Linked DNA regions of Mus musculus: all the other regions are linked to region 1. A link is a contact called in public Hi-C and HiChIP or PLAC-seq data. All regions are on one chromosome and are shown on one strand. The core of a region is the stretch at or near the end of the contact, and the rest is flanking DNA. Distances in the headings are between cores, read along the strand shown. Region 1 overlaps Rad51b (RAD51 paralog B). Region 2 overlaps Rad51b (RAD51 paralog B). Region 3 overlaps Rad51b (RAD51 paralog B).

Region 1 (3,648 bases), core at 179-2,678:
GCAATTAATATCCTTGGCCTGCTTTATGTACGTTGTTTGAGGTATTCTCAAAAGTCATATTGCTGAATTTAATGAAAGTCCATTAGGCAACTGAATCAGCAGAACACTTGGGCCTTCATCTACAGAACTATCCTGTAGACGAGTCACCTTGGTCACATTCACGAGGCCCTTCAGTGTCACCAACGCTGTATGTGCAAAATTAGGATTTTATCAGGACTCTTAGCTGAAAACCAAAAAATGCTTTGGGTTCCCCAGTTGGGAAATGGTAGGTCGTGATGTAAGAATATGTACAAAGTGATTTTGGTTCTTGTACAAAGACACTTGGTTCTTGGTATTACGCAACAAGTGAGTTCCTGAAAAGTTGCGACTTACACAGTCTATTTTTTTTTTTTTTTAATTCTCATCGATGGAGTCACTTACAATCCACATCAGGAACTCACTACTCACTGTTTAATGAAATCTGATTGTGGTTTCAGCTGTGAGGAAAGAATGCTTTGTAATTAAAACGAAATCTTTCTGTTTGATCAATTTTCTACATTCAGACTTGTTTTTTTTTTTTTTAACTGAAGTCTCAAGGTGGGTACTGTCAGGGTGCTATCCTCAGTTGGTACACAATGTTTTGTTTTAATGGTGTTTCTTCTTTCTTAGAAAAAAAAAAAAAATCCAAAGATCCAGAGAAGTATTTCTGTAACCGGAGTTCATGCTCTCTACAACATGAAAGGACACAACTTGTACTGGTGCTTTATTTAGCTTACTGTGGCCTGCGGCCTGTGGCCTGCGAGGCATCCAGGGTAGCAGACCCCAGTACACTATTAGGTAAGAAAACAAGAACAAAAACTGGAAGCCATGTCTCACCCACCTACGGCAGCTCTGCCAGTCTAGCTACACAGCAGAATCAAGATGGCGCCATGCCAGCAAAACAAAAATCTGCCTTCTGTTGTTGTTTGGTTTGTTTGCTTGTTTTTGTGATCTTCAGCGTATCTGAGTTAGTGGGGACAGTGAGTGATCGTAGGGTAATGGCTTACTATGATCTTCAGGCTCAGTCTGCTGTCCCTCTGAGAAATATCTAATGAACTCAAGGGAAGGTCTTACCTTCAGACACCCATGACCCAAATGACATGCCAAGGCAAGAGTGCCAGCACCACTGTGTGCTCCCATCACAATCTGCCCTTCGAGGCAGCTGCTGGCAGGCAGTGTCTGCCCTCTACTACCAGAATGCAATGGGGCAGAAAAATTAAACTGCAAGTGGGCTGAGGGAATAAAGGGAGAAGGAAACTTAAAGGCAGTATCTTGGAAGCATATGTTTCAGACTCACTGCGGGCAGTTCCCTGTCAAGCAGAGATCAGCCAGGTTGGTTAGCCTAATCTCCCCAAGCCACAGATGGTCTAGGCCTCCTCATTCCTGTCCCTGGGACCACAGCCAGTGGTGTGGCCACCCTGCCACCTAGCGTTCAGTGTGAAAACAAGCAGCACGTCTTGACAATGCATGCTGGGTTTCAAGAAGAGCCAGAAAAGGGAGCCAAGAACTTTGCTAAATTCCCTATCCCTTGTTCCCTTGTTTGTTTTTGTTTTAAATGAAGGTTATTCAACGCTGGCAGCCTAGTGAGACACTGCCAATAACCCCAGCAGCCCCTCACATCTGAAGGGGAAGCAAAGAGTACTGGGTCTGAAGTGAAGGCGCGGAGGAGAAGGCCCATTCCCTCCACATATGGTAAATGGTGTGGCTACGGCAGCACTGTCTCGGGCAGGGCAGGAAAAGTGTAGCCGTTGCAGGAGAAGATGAGGAAAAGGGACTGCTTTTTAAAACATCATTTTAGCAACACGCATGGTGGGGCAATGAGATAAGCCGTGGGCTTGGCCTGCACGCCTGGGCGTGAGCCCCGCTCAGCAGCTTCCTAGCAGTGTGGTTGGGTCACACACAGCTTCCAGCTTCAGTTCTGTTTCTGGAAAACAGCTGTACTTAGATGTGTCTTTCCTACTTCCACAAAACTGCCTTGAGGGTCTGCTCGAACAAAATGTATGCGGGGGCACTTTGAGCAAAAATTCTGTGGGCTAGAATTAGAACATAGGTTAAAATTAGAGTGTTCCAAATACATTTCTTTAAAATTATGCTTCATCCAGGATAACGAGCCCACCTTGACAAGCCACTTCAATGTCTTACATATTCACAATATTTTTTTTTCAAGACAGGGTTTCTCTGTGTAGCTCTGGCTGTCCTAGAACTTTCTCTGTAGGCCAGGCTGGCCTCAAACTCACAGAAATCTGCCTGCCTCTGCCTTTAATCTGCTGGGATTAAAGGTGTACCACCACTGCCTGGCCCACAAAATTTCTTAAAGCAACAGGACTGAATTCCCTTCTTCTGGACAGAGCTCACATTGTGATGACAAGCCAGGCATGAGGAGGCAGGGCTTTTCTTTGCTGTTCCTGAACTAACTTTCTGTGTAACTTCAAGCAAAGCCACTTCGCTGTCCTCAGTTGCAGTTTGTAAATACACAGATAAGTCAGCTGTAGACTGAACAGCCACCTCCTGCCACTTCTAAGATAAAAAGATGGCTTGCTTCTGATACCCACTCTTCCCCTTACACGAAACAGTCTTGAGGATCCAGTAGGATTTCTTTGGAAACTTAAGCTCATCACAAACCAATACAATGCAATTTTTCCAGAAAAATCCTAAAAGCTGTATGCTAGAAAAGACAGTCTTGGGAAGAAAAAGGTGGCCACTGAAGTATGAATGTGTTCGTATCCATATCAGAACATCCCAGGCTGCTCACAAATGGCTGTGGCCTGAAACAGCTCACCAAGCTACCCACCTGAGCTTCCACACTGACCACGAACGTCATTGCTTCCACATAGCTCTGAAAATACTGTCTGTTCTTTTTTTAGTAATGCTTTTAAACAATGTCAAGAAAAGAATTTTCCTTATCCAGATTTCTTCTCTGCCTACAAATGTCAACAGGACTTAGGAAGACAGTAATGAGAGCCCACTGACGTGAACTGCAGACAAGAGTCACACTGAAGCGCCATCAAGCCTGGAACATGACCATGACTGCCAGGGCAGGACGCGACTCACAGCCACCTCAGGCTCGTGAGCTTTTCCTCTATGGAGGGTGACCTGCTTTGAACATCTCAGCTTGTCCATCCTTTGGGAGAATGCCAGGAGTTAGCTTTGCCTGGTATCCCTGGGTGTCGTGTTGTGTACACTACACAAGCACACTGGTCCCAGAGGATCTAGCCCTCTCCTTTCTCCCCTCTGCTAGACCATCCACTTTCTAAGACAAACAGATTTTTCTCTAGTCTTTTCTAGAGGCCACGAAGACAGGGCTAGCCAAGGTTTGTGTCAATCTTCCTCCACTAGCCAAACAGCAGAAAGGCTCACTGGGATGCTACACTGCTTTAGCTCCATCAAGTCACTATCTGCCCAGGGAGGCGGGGCCCTTTGGGCGCTCCTGCAATAGAACCTTTTCCTGGAGGAAGTTCAGGGCTATACTTGCCCCAGACCAAATACACATGAAACTTTAAACTCTACAGAGCTTTTTAAAATGAGGGGCCTTGCCTCTCTGTGGCTTACAATAACACCGAAGGCTTGTTGTATCTCATTCATTTTGGCTGTTTTCCAGAGCAGCTGAGAAACTGAAAACAAGCCCACTGC
Region 2 (3,717 bases), core at 420-2,919, 95 kb before region 1:
TTGCTATTTACTTTATCTCTTCTCATGGATCAGTAGTCCCCTGCAGGGAAATGACTCTCAAATGCCCAGACCTCTTTACCCTCTTCACTATACCATCCCCAAAGTACTGCAGACATCTCCGAGGCTAAGGCAATAATCAGCCTATGAATTCACTTCCTGAACTTCTCCTCAGTCCTCCCATCCCCCAGTTTGGAACAAAGGGCCCTGAATATACTAGGCAAGTGCTCTACAGTTGAGATACAATCCAAGCCCATGACTACTGTCTCTTTAACGTCACCCACATCACCTCGGTGCAAATAGTATCACTCACCTGTACACTCACATCTGCTTCCCGGGGCACTCCCTCACTTACCTGTCTAATCCCTTCTCTATGCTACAACAGTATCTTTCCAACAAGAAAATCTCATCTCCTAATCTCTTTTGTTGCTTGAAGCAGGTCAACAGTTTTCATTTGCTTTCGAGTGAAGACAAAAACTCCATTGTAGGCTGCCCCTGACTCCGGCCTATGTGTGCAGACCACATGTCGTCACTTTCTTACAGTCTCTTACACACAGTATACATGACAACTTTCCTCCATGAAATGCTCTCACCAATGGCTACTCCCTTCCTTAGCCAAGGCCTGTAAAGTGTGTCTGACTTTCTTGCAGAAGCTCTCAGTTCCCTCAGTGCAGCCATCTCCTTTGAGGTAGAGACAAGGGTTCTTTGACTCATGTTTATTCTTCCTTCAGACTCTATGCTTTGTGGAGGTAGAGACCATGTCTGTCTGGTTCACCTCAGGCACTCATGAATTGATCAAGAGAAGACCTAAGGATGAGGGAGGAACAGGAGCTGAAGTTTCTACTGTTTCTGCTTGCGTCCCCTGAGTGTAGCAGATTCTTTCCCTCATGAGTTAAAATGCTATTCCCACTCCAAATGCCACTACTTCATGTCTCTCCTCCCTTTCTGATATCCTTTGGGTCTGGTCTAGATCAGGGTGGCTTAAACCACACAGTTGCCCTACAGCAAGGTCCAATCCATCTCCATACCCCATTGCCAGCTAGAACACCAACACAAAGGAAGGCCTAAGACAGCGCCTTCCCTCAGTTATTGTAAAACTGAATTTAGCAGAGCTATGGGGTAGGAATCCTTTTCTAGAGCTGGAGGCCAATACACTGCTTGGGAACACCACTGCTCTGTCACCCCACCCATGACTTCCCTGAAGCCGTGCCAGATCTTCTGGTAGGCTCTTCTGTAAACAAAGTCAGACTGATGCAGTTTCTATTCTGGATCATCTTGGTATGCGAAGCAGAGAGCAGTAATAAGCTGTAGCCTTCAGGGTAAGCAACAGAGCAAGCGTGCTCAGTGGGTTTGATGGATGGGAATGGAGGGAGTCCGACTATACCAGGGCAGCCGCCACCTCCCCTTCACTAAATCAGGGCAACTGTCTATCTTCACTCTGCTCTGTTCACTTTAAACACCAGCTGAGAGAAACTTATTGTAGTTTATCCCTCTGTCTCATGGTTGCCACAATATAATTTTCAAATGAAATTTCTAAGTGCAGACCACACACGCTATTTCAGTAGACCTAACATTGATTTATGCTAAGACTTGGGGGAAGGGAGACATGCTGAAGAAAGATGCTTTGCCAGCAGTTTTCTGCTGCCAGCCGTTGCCTGCTCTGCCTTAGAAGAGCGCAGATGCAGATGGAGTTTAGGGTCTCCATTACTGTTGCCTTCGGCCATCTGACAGATCATCTCTGCTACACCAAGTGAGCATGAAGGTCAGAATCATGATTCCTAAGACAGTTGTGGTGATGGAATATGAATTAAAGAGAACCCTGCTTGCTCAGCCATCTATTCTGAGAACATCAGAATGCAATTTGTTGGACAGATTCTATAATCTGCAGATGAAGGCAGTTATAGGGCTCAAGTTTATCCAGCGTTAACAAGCCCTAATAGTCTAGTTCAGCTCAGACATAACAAACGGAAATGGCTTTAAATTATCCTTCCCTAGAGACATGATTTCATAAGAGAACTAACTCTATATGTGCACAGAGAGATTTCCAATGTAAACACGTGGTGGAAGCTAAAAGCTGCAGTCAGGCTTCAAGCCTGGATATGCCAATGGCAGGGTATTTTATTTCAAAGACACCGGTTTCCTCCCCACGCAACAGTGTGCAAGCTTTTTCTGCTGACTACACTTTGAACTGTGGAATACACACACACACTTGCATATATGTGTAACTTTATAGTTTTCTTTCTAGCTAGGATATTAATAGATTTCACTTAGCCTTTCCATGCATAAATTTGACTGGGCCACAGATGCTTAAGGGATAGGGTTCCTTGTGGGAAGCACGGGGCTCACTCATCACCCAGGCTGTCTGAAATGTAGACTAGTCTCTGAGGGTTTGGAAAACACAAGGTGAACCATTTGGCTTTTCTACATCCATGCAGGGTATCAAGCAGCTTCTTCAGAATGGGAAAACATAGAGAAAAGAGAATTCCCTTAGCTTCCACACAGGACAAAACAGCCTAGCTCATTTGGCGGGGGCAGAGGTCTTGGGGTGGAGGTGGGGACTGGCTAGCTTTAAACAGACTAAGAGCAAGGCTTTACAATGGCAACTATCCAGTGTCCATGCAATCTACGTGCTGAGGCTTGCCTCCTGTTTTTATATGGCCCACCAGCTAAGAATGGTTTTAGTGATTTTTTTCTTAATTTGAACAAGGACAATAGAAAACATATTTGTGACATGTGGGGACTACATGAGATTCAAGTTCCCAGCCTTCATATTTCACAGAAACATAGCCATGCTTAACTGTTCACAGTCCGTGGCAGGCTATAATGGCAGAAGAGAGGAACTGCTTCGAAGACCATCTAATATACACAGTCTCTAGTATTTATCAGGACCTTTACAGAAAGGTTTGTTGACCTCTCGGATCTCTACTGTGAGACAGAGGCATTCTTCAGTTCCTAGTTTTGCTTGCCCGTGTGCTTACGCATTACACGTAGGGGAGCTCGGCCAGTTAAACAGTCCTCGTGTTTATCCAGAATCCACACATACGGAACCTTTGTAGGTTTCCCCACAGGCCATCGAGTCATGCGCGACCTATTTACACCCAAGATCACAAAGAACCACAAGTGAGAAACTTTTGATTTTTACTAACAATTTCCTGAGCTTGAAAATCTTGCGATCCTAGTCCCAGCAGTCACCAGTTGCAATCTCTGATTTAGGCCATTGCCCTAGTTAACTCTGAAATATGTCTTCATTTTTGCTACTTGCTACTTGCTACTGTGGCGGGCTTTAAGATAATTTCCCGAGCTTTACGCTGTATTTTATACATTTAAATAACTGTACCATCAGAACCTGTCACAGGAGGTGTATGAGATGCAGCGACAGTAATAGCTATGGCTTGTGTTTCAGGAAGGTCTTCACTGTCTTTTCACTCTGCCTCCCAGAGTGTGGGTCTGCAATGGTCACTCGGTACTTGCTGATTTTAACAGCATTCCTCACTTCTGCCTTGCCCTGTCAATTTTCAGAGCCTGGGCTGGACACTGAGTGATTCATTTATCTCACCCACTCTCCAGAAAGGAACACAGGTCAGAGAAACGACAAGGATGAGGTTTCCTAAAGTTCTGAAGTCCCTTCTCAATCCACAGATATCCTCAGGCCTAGATTCCTATGTAGTCTTTCTGTGTATTACAGTAAAGACCAAAGAAGGAAGAAGCAACTGTTCTGTA
Region 3 (3,633 bases), core at 961-3,460, 120 kb before region 1:
CTTGTTGGTTTGGGTTTTGAGACAGTGTTACTGACCTTGCCTCCTGAGTGATAGGATTTCAGAGGTATGCATCCCTAGGTAGAAGGATTGATTTTGTTGTTGTTGTTTTGTTTTGTTTTTTCGAGACAGGGTTTCTCCGAATAGCCCTGGCTGTCCTGGAACTCACTCTGTAGCCCAGGCTGGCCTCAAAATTAAGAAATCTGCCTGCCTCTACCTCCCGAGTGCTGGGATTAAAGATGTGTGCCACCACGCCCAGCCTAGGATTGATTTTTTAAAATCCACTCGTTCATTTACTTACTCAACATTCAATAAATACAGAGTACCTGTATACACCAGGAACTGGGCTGAGACTAAGTCCAAACTGATGTCATGTGACTGACACCTGGCAGTGCCAGTCTATCCTTGAATGAGAAGCCCCATTTACTATTTCCTGAAACAAGTAGCCCTGGATCAGCGCAGTAGAACGACTAACAGATACCCCGTCTACTCTCTCGCCATTCCAAGAATAGGAAAGCTTTGCTGGAGAGAATGAATCAGGAAACACCAGGTGATTTTTTATGGTGAAATTATCCTCCTTTCTATAATGGACATCATGCTACCAGACAATGTCTACTGAAAATCAAAAGGGATAAAGGCAGTGAGATGCCTCAGTAGTAGAGGCTCTTGCCACCAAGCCCGAGGACCTGGGTTTGATGCCCAAGACCCACATGATAGAACTCGGTGACTAACTCCTATAAGTTGTCCTCTGAGCTCCATATATGCACCCTGCCCACACATGTGCACACAAAATAAATAGATAGATGGATGGTATGCACAAATGCATTTTGTAAAATATGATTTAAAATGCACAACTAAATTTAATCTTAGGTTTATAAGGGTTGAGAGATAAAAGAAAGGTAGTCTCAGTTGATAAGGTTGATTAACAATGACTTATGATGCTCTGATTCTTTTTAAATCTTCATGGGTGTTTTTTTTTTCTGCATGTATGTTTATGCATTATGTGCATATAGTACATAAGGAGGCTGGAAGAAGGCATTTGATCCCTCAGAAATACAATATTAATTGGTTGTTAGCTATCATGTGGGTACTAAGAACTGAACCTGTGTCCTCTAGCAAAGCAAAGCAACCAGTGTTCTTAAACACTGATCCATATCTCCAGCCTTTGACCTTTGACACTCTCTCTCTCTCTCTCTCTCTCTCTCTCTCTCTCTCTGTGTGTGTGTGTGTGTGTGTTTAGGTATATGAGGCTGCATGTGTGTTATGGTACAAGCGGAGGGCTGAATATCCGTCCTTCCTTGTCTTCCTCCTTGTTTAAGGCAGGGTCTCTGTTCTCCTCTGTCTCAAATACCAGGCTCAGTGGCCCATGAGTTCCCAGCGATGCTCTTGTTTCCCAGGTCCATGTAGGAGCACCAGGATTACAGACAAGGGTTACAGTACCAGATTTCCACAGGCTCTAGAGGTTTGAACTCAGGTCCTCATGCTTATGTGGCAAGTTCTTTTCCCACTGAGTTATATCAGCCCAGCCCAATGCTCCAAATCTTAAAGGGAAAAGCAGCCTTTGTAAGAAACACACTCTTTACAGTTTCATGGAAAGTTTTGGCGAAGGAGCAAATATCTTGATTGTAAAAACAAAGGAAGCCCATGCATTGAGAGAGTTAAGCGTACTGTGGGGGGAAGAAAAAAAAAACTTAAAACGAAGATGTTTTGCTTTATAGAAAATTCTATTGATTCACGGAGTCCTTTTAAAAAAACAACTATTTGAGATTCCCATAATATACCGAGAAACCTCCAGAAAATGTTACATAAGTTTTAGAATCACCAATTTAAGAAACTTATTATTTATTTATTTTTTTCAGTGTCTTTCAACTGTAATTATACTGTCTTTATAATAATAATTAAAAAAAACTTTGGTGGTAAGAGTATAAAAATTTTAAAAATCTCATAGAACTTGCAGACCCCAAGTCCCAGAGCCCACAATTTGAGAAATATTGATTTTTGTCTCGCCTTTGCCTTTTATGGGTGAAGGAACAAATGACTCTCCTAACCACACAGATGGCTCTTAGCACAATCCAGCCAGAAAGCTAGGTCGCCCGGTTTCTAGAACAGTAGTTTTTCCTTCTTTAGACAAGGCCTCCTCTGTCTGCTACTCAGCTCACTATCTGTCCCAGACAGACACTGGCTTTGTACTAGTCCAGAGATGGGGAAACAGATGGAGGCAGCAGGTTTGAGGGGAAGTGCTGTGGGTGTGGCTGCCGTCACTGCAGCTGGGCCTGCATCCGAAGGGAAGGGTCTCCCATGGTCACATTCTACTGCGCATCTTTGAAACAAAGAAACGTTGGGTGGAAAACACAGGCAACTTTAGGAGGAAGCATTTCTGCCTAGCAAGTTTGGGCAGAAAGTTTGATGAACATGGTCCTGAGCTAAGAGCCAGAGAGGAGCTCCAGAGGGATGAGGTTATAATTCAGGGTGGCCAATTTAATCAGCTCATATTCATTAAACACCCACAAGCACGTGGTGCTTTACAGCTAACCCCTTCCCTCACGCAGAAGCATCCACAGGCCTGTTTTAATCGGGCCACCCTGTTCATGTTGGGAATCTAGCCAGAGTGTTAAAGCAACTGCTTCCCTTCCTAAGAAAACAGGGTAGACTTACTACCGCGAGTAAAGGGGGAAAGCCCCTAGTTTTGCATCCCATCCTAAAGCTGGGAAGGACACAGGGAATCTGTTTTCCAAGGTTGGTTTGTAAAATTCAGTGATATATTGATCCTTCCTCTTTCAGACTGGCAACATCCCATGCCATCTAATTCTAGGCTTTTTCCTGCAGTTTTCTTGGGTGGCATCCCTCTCTTTTATCTGAGCTGAACTTGAGCACTTATAAATATTCCCACAGAGGGACTGAAGCATTATGGCCCTTGAGTTACTTATAATTAGCCAATCAATGATTTTGAGCACTTCTGGCCCTTGGATAATGAACTCATTGCAAGTAAAGAAAGCTTGTTCTTACCGCTGGCTGTTTGAACTGCCAAGAATGTTTTCGGCCCCACTGATTTACCAAGCAACTTTTGATTACTGTCGGATGAGAGGACTGACTGAGGCTGCTGGGCTGAATCTCTCTAAGAGCTGGGGTTGGCAAACTTCTGGTAAGAGGTGGTCTCTGAAAGCTGGGGCGCCGTGCAGTGCATCATACAACGTACATCCCTGTCTGAGGTATTAGCAAGTGTTCTGGCTTTTCAAAAAAAAAAAAAATCTCCTGTACTTCTCTGCAGCATGTCCCCAACAGAGAACATTAGGTCATCAGGAAAGTCTGAAAGACTGTCCTGACACTAGGACATGATGCTAGTCTTCTCTTACATGATGCGATCGATCCACTGGTAAAGATCCCATGAAGCTTAGTGAAAGACTCCAGGTATTCAACTTATAACCTAGAACACAAAGTACAAAGTAGGTGCTCAACAAAATATTGTGCTCTTCGTAGTTTAAGGGTTAAGGTAGGTTCATGAAACAAAACCAGAGGCAGGATGGCTTCGAGTATCTCCAAAATTATGACCAGGGAAAACAGGTGTTACCGAGGCTTTTAGGTGAACAACCATAAAATAACAATACCCTTACAGTTTGTAAAACTCCGTAGGTTTCT

What was found. Hi-C and Micro-C count contacts between places; a contact is called where the count stands out from the background. HiChIP or PLAC-seq counts read pairs in DNA pulled down with a chosen protein or histone mark.
Region 2: a contact with region 1 is called in a Hi-C map of uterus, with 4 times the contacts expected there. The contact joins two enhancer-like sites. A contact is called at or near these places in 1 of 15 datasets of contacts at CTCF or cohesin (CD8 T cells), 22 of 484 Hi-C or Micro-C datasets (B cells, the C2C12 cell line, CD4 T cells and 13 more), 14 of 115 datasets of contacts at active chromatin or transcription factors (CD8 T cells, astrocytes, differentiating embryonic stem cells and 7 more) and 2 of 9 other capture datasets (adipose tissue and embryonic stem cells).
Region 3: an H3K27ac HiChIP or PLAC-seq map of heart atrium shows a contact between it and region 1, with 13 read pairs. The contact joins two enhancer-like sites. A contact is called at or near these places in 1 of 39 promoter capture datasets (the 3T3-L1 cell line), 31 of 484 Hi-C or Micro-C datasets (the 3T3-L1 cell line, B cells, the G1E-ER4 cell line and 23 more), 10 of 115 datasets of contacts at active chromatin or transcription factors (the 230-238 cell line, CD8 T cells, bone marrow-derived dendritic cells and 6 more) and 2 of 9 other capture datasets (bone marrow-derived macrophages and embryonic stem cells).

The regions. Positions count from the first base shown.
Region 1 is chr12:79,610,666-79,614,313 of GRCm38.p6, reverse strand. All of the region lies in intron 7 of Rad51b (RAD51 paralog B), which reads right to left. Among named protein-coding and RNA genes, the nearest start is that of Gm36048, 190 kb to the left of the region's middle. Within about 2 kb of position 1,428, at least 163 of the 459 cell types and tissues checked have an H3K27ac peak or open chromatin away from gene starts, as enhancers often do. A contact at or near this core is called in the G1E-ER4 cell line, cerebellum, cerebral cortex and 4 more, where this site is marked.
Region 2 is chr12:79,706,098-79,709,814 of GRCm38.p6, reverse strand. All of the region lies in intron 8 of Rad51b (RAD51 paralog B), which reads right to left. Among named protein-coding and RNA genes, the nearest start is that of Gm36048, 91 kb to the left of the region's middle. Within about 2 kb of position 1,669, at least 34 of the 459 cell types and tissues checked have an H3K27ac peak or open chromatin away from gene starts, as enhancers often do. A contact at or near this core is called in palatal mesenchyme and uterus, where this site is marked.
Region 3 is chr12:79,731,473-79,735,105 of GRCm38.p6, reverse strand. The region is part of intron 8 of Rad51b (RAD51 paralog B); the gene reads right to left. Among named protein-coding and RNA genes, the nearest start is that of Gm36048, 66 kb to the left of the region's middle. Within about 2 kb of position 2,210, at least 50 of the 459 cell types and tissues checked have an H3K27ac peak or open chromatin away from gene starts, as enhancers often do. A contact at or near this core is called in the G1E-ER4 cell line, cerebellum, cerebral cortex and 3 more, where this site is marked.